Regions from separate parts of the Sus scrofa genome. Here region 1 is linked to region 2. The links are chromatin contacts, called in public HiChIP or PLAC-seq maps. All regions are on one chromosome and are shown on one strand. The core of a region is the stretch at or near the end of the contact, and the rest is flanking DNA. Distances in the headings are between cores, read along the strand shown. Region 1 holds the start of CLIP2 (CAP-Gly domain-containing linker protein 2). Region 2 holds the start of LIMK1 (LIM domain kinase 1).

What was found. HiChIP or PLAC-seq counts read pairs in DNA pulled down with a chosen protein or histone mark.
Region 1: a contact with region 2 is called in an H3K27ac HiChIP or PLAC-seq map of alveolar macrophages. The contact joins the promoter of CLIP2 here to the promoter of LIMK1 in region 2. A contact is called at or near these places in 1 of 5 promoter capture datasets (fetal skeletal muscle), 2 of 47 Hi-C or Micro-C datasets (embryonic fibroblasts and skeletal muscle) and 1 of 2 datasets of contacts at active chromatin or transcription factors (alveolar macrophages).

The regions. Positions count from the first base shown.
Region 1 is chr3:11,418,089-11,421,036 of Sscrofa11.1, reverse strand. CLIP2 (CAP-Gly domain-containing linker protein 2) reads right to left here and starts at 1,591. Exons shown (of 16, transcript XM_021086342.1): 1 at 1,284-1,591.
Region 2 is chr3:11,251,391-11,254,332 of Sscrofa11.1, reverse strand. LIMK1 (LIM domain kinase 1) reads right to left here and starts at 1,513. Exons shown (of 16, transcript XM_021086335.1): 1 at 1,388-1,513. The coding sequence starts at 1,442.

The sequences.
Region 1 (2,948 bases), core at 342-2,841, 170 kb before region 2:
CCTTGCCCAGACTATTTCCACTCCCTAGAGCCCCCTCTGGCATCCTGGCAGCAAACTTTTAACACGGGGCTCTATCAAGCCTCTTGCTCCACCCCTTCCTCCAGGTGCCCCTCCTCTGCTCCCAGCTCCCCCATCACTGCTCTCATCAGAGGCTGCTGGGCTGTGTAACCTGCCAGCCCCTGGCAGTGCTGGGCCAGGTGAAAGCAGCTGGATGAATGAAGGGCTCATTGTTTACATTACAACTGGTGGGGAGTCTTGCCCCACGTGGTACTCCCTGCACCCTCCTCCTCCTCTGCCCGCGGCCCTAGGCTACCGCCACCCCACTCGTCGCTGGGGCATCTTACAGGGGTGAGGGCAGCCCCCTCACCTCGGACCCCCATTTTTCATCCGGAAGAGAAAGGTGGCATCTCAGAGGTTGGAGGATTCGCAGCTGGGTGTGTGACTCCCCCCAACCAAAATGTCCCTTTTGCCCATCCTTCCCAGGGTGGCTCTGGAGCTTGCGTGGCAGTGCCCAGTGGGCATCCGCCCTGCCCAAGCCCCGCCTGAAGGACCCAAACAACGGGCGGGCCCTGGAGGCCAAGTGAAGCATCCTCCGCGCGCGCGGCCACGGCCCCTCCCTGTGGGGAGGGCAGAAAATGTGCTGCCTCACCAGCCACGAGCGCCAGCTTTGGGGGGGGCCACCCCTGCGGGAAGCCGCCCCATCCCAGTCCCCCCTTAGCTCCTTCTGCCAGGCACTTTAACCAAGTTTCGCAAAGGGCATCGGTCAGGCGGCCAGGCGACCCCAACCGGCGGGGCGGGGGCTTCGTGTCGCCCCAGACCCCTCTGGAGAAGGGCACCGAGTGGCCGCGCCCACTGGGATCGGCTCTCCCACGCCTGGGAACCCAGAGCCGTATGGCACGTTCAGCCACCCGGCGCTGCCCTTGGGAGAGGGGAGCCAGGTGAAAGCAACCCCTCAGCATTTGCGCCGAACCCCCGCTGGGGGCACAGAGCGTGCGGGTGATGCCTTCACCGAGGGGACCAGCAGCCAGAGAAGGGTTCCCCAACGCCAGCAACGCCCCCTCCTCGCCTGCAGGCGACAGGGAAGTTGGGGGTGCACCCTAGGACCAGCTCCCGCTCACGCCCACCCACCGCCCCCGACCCTTCGGCCTCTCCCACGCCCCGACAACGCCTCCGGGCCGGCCACCCCGCTTCGGACCAGGCCCGGGCTGCCACCGCCTCCCCATCCTCCGGTCCTTTGTTGCCCGGCGAGCCCCCTCCCTCGGGGTCCCTCCGGCTGCTCCTACCTTCGCCCCTCGAGCATCAGGCTGAGCAGTGGGCGGCCGGGCGCCCGGCCCTCTCCTCTCCCGGCCCGGGTGCCGCGGGGGCAGAGGATGCTGCGGCCCCTCCCGGCGCGCCGCTGCCCACCGGCTGCAGCCCCTCCTGGCGCCGAAGACTCCGCGTTCGCGCGGCGGGCCCCGGCCTCGCGCCGCGTGTGGGGCGGGCCGAGCGGCGGCGGCGGCGGAAAGGCGGGAGGCGCTGACCCAGGCAGCCCCGGACGCCGCCTGCGCTCCCCGCGACAGAGCCGAGCGGAGCTGAGCGGGAGCGGAGCGAGCGGCCCGGCTCCGGGAGGGAACAAAAGGGGCCGGCGCTGGGGCGGGCGCGGGAGGGCGGGGCCTGGCGCGGCGGGGGTCAGGCGAGCGATCGCGCGGCCTCGCGTTTCTCGGGCCGCGGCGCGGCGCCGCAAGGGGGCGGGCGGGCGGAAAACGCCGCCGAGGCTGGTCCACCGCTCCTAGCGGCGGGCGGTCAACCGCGCGGCGCCCGAAGCGCGCCAGCCCCCACCTCGGCGCTGGGCACCTATTGGGGCTTCAGTCGTGTTTAGCGAAAACACATCCTCCAGCCTTGCTCTGCTCACAGGGGTGTCTCAGACCAGGGGAGGCGGAAGCTCTGGAAGCTGCGGAGAGGGAGGAGAGGTTCCTGGAGTTTCCGGGAAGGCTTCACAGGGGAGGTGACGTTTGAACTGGACAGGAAGGGATGAGGAGGGAACAGCGTCGCTGCGGTGCGAACTCCAGGTCTTCCTGAGCTGTCCGGAGGCCAGAAAGGGTGGGGACGAATGGCACCAGTGTCTTGGTGATTTGCTCCGGACACGTGTTTGGAAAAAGTGGTACCCGGGATCCAGACTGAAGCCTGTACCCTCCTCCCCGGGCAGAAGCTGTCTCCAGCGATTTGGGAAGATTGACACAGCCATCCGCCTGCCCGCCCTGGACAGCTCAGGGGCAGAGACGAAGCGGCAGCCCAGGAATGGGAAGGAACTGAATCCCAGCACCCAATGTGCCTGGCTGTGTTTGGCGGCTGTGCCTTTGTTCTCCCCCTCCCCCTGGCTAAGCTAACCTCAGTTCCTTTCCCCTAGATGGTTCCCCCCTTTCTCTTTTGACAAATCATCCTTCCCCTTCAAAGCCCATCTCAATTTCACCTCCATCCCCCGTGAGCATGGGCCTGTGGGTGTGGTGGGGGAGGCCCGGGCTGTACACCAACTGTTGTTTTTATGCCCTTAAGGCACCCAGCCCAAGTGCCTGGCCCAGGGTCGACACTTGTTGAATGGATGAATTTGCTAAATTGCCACCAACCAGCCCTCTACAACCCTGGTATCCAGAACCTTTGAGAAATGAGCTAACCTCTTGGAACTCAGTTTCCCCAAGGATAAAGTGGGGATGGTGCCTCCAACAAACAGGTCATGGGATTGATGACAGAGGCTGGGCACTGGACCAGCCCTAAGGAGGCCCCCGGTGAGTGCGGGGAGCCAGACCTGGAGACCAAGGCGGGAGGAGGGTGAGGAGTGAGCCCAGCGGAGGGCGGGCTTCGGGAGGAGGGGTCGATGGGATGGGAAAGGAGCGGGAGGGCTGTGTTCGGGAAACCGGAGGTGAATTGTTCCAGGCCTCCGGGATGCAAGGTCTTGCTACTAAGAAATAAGA
Region 2 (2,942 bases), core at 264-2,763:
CTATCTGTAAACCGAGGAGGAGGAGCAGATGTCTGCCCTCCAGCAATGGCATTCTTCAACGCAGGGTCCGGCAAGAGAAAATGGGGAGAGAGAAAGCAGCATGATTTAGAAATAAGGCAGTGGCACTCCTGTCACAGCTCCCTTTCCTCCCCTGCCTGCCCAGGAAGTGGACCCTTCAAAGGGCAGGGACCGGACAGAGCTATGGAAGGCCTGGCTATGCCCTGGCCTAACAAGGGGCCAGGGCCACAGGGCTGAGCAATCCCAGACACCTGCTCCGGGGAGGCCTGGCACCTGGTCAAGCTGGCCTCTAGGCATGCTTAGTCATCCTTAGGGCCTGGCACCCTTGGGGCTGGGTGGGCCCTAGAGATCCCCCAGCTTGCCCCTTCCTGTTATACAGATGGGGAGACTGAACCCTGGAAAGGGTAAGGCTGGCTGGGTCACTAGCCAGGCTCCAAGACCCTCCAAGAGGACCTAGAGACCCAGGGGCTACCATAAGGTGGGCCCCTGCTCCAAGTGGGCCTTCACAGACCTGGGGGAAGGCTGGCAGGAGTCCTAGGAGAGGGCAGGGCTGGAGGGGCCAGCACAGTAGGATCTTTGTTGGAACAGGAAGGCCTATGAGGTGGCTCAGCAACAGAAAGCTGGGAAAGAAGACCCCATGGAGGGAATCTGGGGTGGGGGGGCTTCATACCCTAACTGTCCTGCAAGGCCAAGGCTTGGGGCCCAGTAGGGGCAAGGGACGCTAGAGGACGCTATTATGAGTCATCCTCCCAGCCAAGACTGGCAGGCACTAGGTTTGGTGCAGAGAGAGGGGTTGGGGGCCCCAGTACACAGCCAAAGGTTCCATGCAGGCGCACCTCTGCTCTGCCCACCCGGCTCCCAACAACGAGGACCGGGGCCCAACTGTCCAAAAGGGTAAACTGAGGCCTGGCCGGTAGCGCCTGGCTCAAGGTCACGAGTCGGCCAGGCGCGGGGCTGCGCCTCGGACCCAGAACTGCGGCTTCCCCAGCATCTCTTCTTTCCCAAACGGGCTAGAGAATGGGTAAGGGCTGGGCAGGCGGTGCTAGGGATTCCTCCGGGGTGGTCGTGGGTCGGGGGATGGGAGAAGGTAGGGATGAAAGGGAGGAGGGGCCCTCCGCCCGCGGGAGGGCAGCCCACCCGGGCGAGGAGGGGGAAACGGGATGGGAGCGTATCAGGGAGGGGCCTACGGGCTTCGGAAGGACGAGCTCATCCCGGAGGACACAGGGGCGCGGCCCGGCGGCAGACCCGGCCTCCACGGCGGCCCGGCCCGGCCCCCTCCCGTGCCCCCCGCTTCCCCGTCTTCCCCCGCGCGGCGCCCCCGCCCGCCAGGCCCCGGGGTCGGCGTCCCGCCGGCCAGCGCCCCGCGCACCTTCCTCTCCCATACGTTCTTCCCTCCAGGTGCAACAAAGTAGCGTCAACCTCATGCACTCGGCGGGGGGCGGGGCCCGGCGGGGCTGGGGCTGGGGGCGGCCCGGGCCCGGTGCGCTCGCCCGCAGCCGCCACCGCCGCCGCCGCCGCCGCCGGCCCGGGAGGCGGGGGCGGAGAGCGCGGGCCGGGCCGGAGTGGGCTCGGGGCTCGCGGCGCCGCCGCCGCCTCTCGGACACCGGCACCGGCTCCGCGCCGCGGCGGCCTGGGCACCAAGCGGAGGGGCGGGCCGGGGCGGGGCCTCGGAGCTGCGGCACGGGGGCGGGGCGGGGCGCGGGCGAGCGGCGGATCTGCCCTGCGCGGCCCCGCCCCGCGCCTTCAGCGGCGCCCCGCCCCGCCCGGCCCCGCTCGGCTCGGCTCCTGCTTTCATTCATCTTTCCTGAACGGCAATTCTCTGCTCGGCGCCCCCGAGCCAAGCGGAAAGCTGCGGCTTAGGTGGGATACGTGCTCTGATTCAGCGACAACCTAGGGGATGTAGAAACTCCAATTAGGGGCCTCAGTTTCCCCGCGGGGAGCGCCTCTGACCCCAAGCCTGCTGGATAGAACCTAGAACCGAGACCTGACCCGGAGGAGAAGTTCTGGACCCTGAGGACCGTAGTGGTTGCCTCAGGGAGGGGCGCCTGCCAGGTCCTCTCCCTCTCTGAGGCCTGCCAGTGAAGGCAGGCTCCGGCAGGGACGGGGGGAAGGAGATGGCCACGTTTCAGGCCCTCACCAGCTAGGCAGGGGCGCTAAGGGAGCAGGACCTTGGGGAGGATGTGACACCTGAGCTCAGGGATTTGCTTCTCCTAGTGCTGGAGACCGGGAGCTGGCGCCGCCCTGCCCCTGGTTCAGGGGGCACAGCTGGATGGGGTTTTGGCTGAGTGAAGTGGCCAGAGGAATTGGGCGGTCCCTAAAGCACACGGTGCTCAGTCCAGCACTGGGAGCCTGGAGCACCCCGCCAACAGCTGAAGAATCTACAACTAACCCTTACAGAATGGACTTGTGGCCACAAAAGATTCTTGAAAAGAAGCCAGAGATTGGAGTTCCTGTTGTGGTGCAGTGGTTAACGAATCTGACTAGGAACCATGAGATTGCAGGTTTGATCCCTGGCCTTGCTCAGTGGGTTAAGGATCTGGCGTTGCCGTGAGCTGTGGTGTAGGTCGCAGACGCAGCTCGGATCCCACATTGCTGTGGCTCTGGTGTAGGCCGGTGGCTACAGCTCTGAGTAGACCCACTAGCCTGGGAACCTACATATGCCCTGCGAGTGGCCCTAGAAAAGGAAGAAAAAAAAAAAGGCAGAGATTGAAGACTGTGAGACTAGCGAAGAGGGAGTTCCTGTTGTGGTGCAGGGGGTTAAGAATCTGGCTAGTATCCATGAGGACGCAGGTTTTTTTTTTTTTTTTTTTTTTTTTTGTTGTTGTTGTTGCTATTTCTTGGGCCGCTCCCGCGGCACATGGAGGTTCCCAGGCTAGGGGTTGAATCGGAGCTGTAGCCACTGGCCTATGCCAGAGCCACAGCAA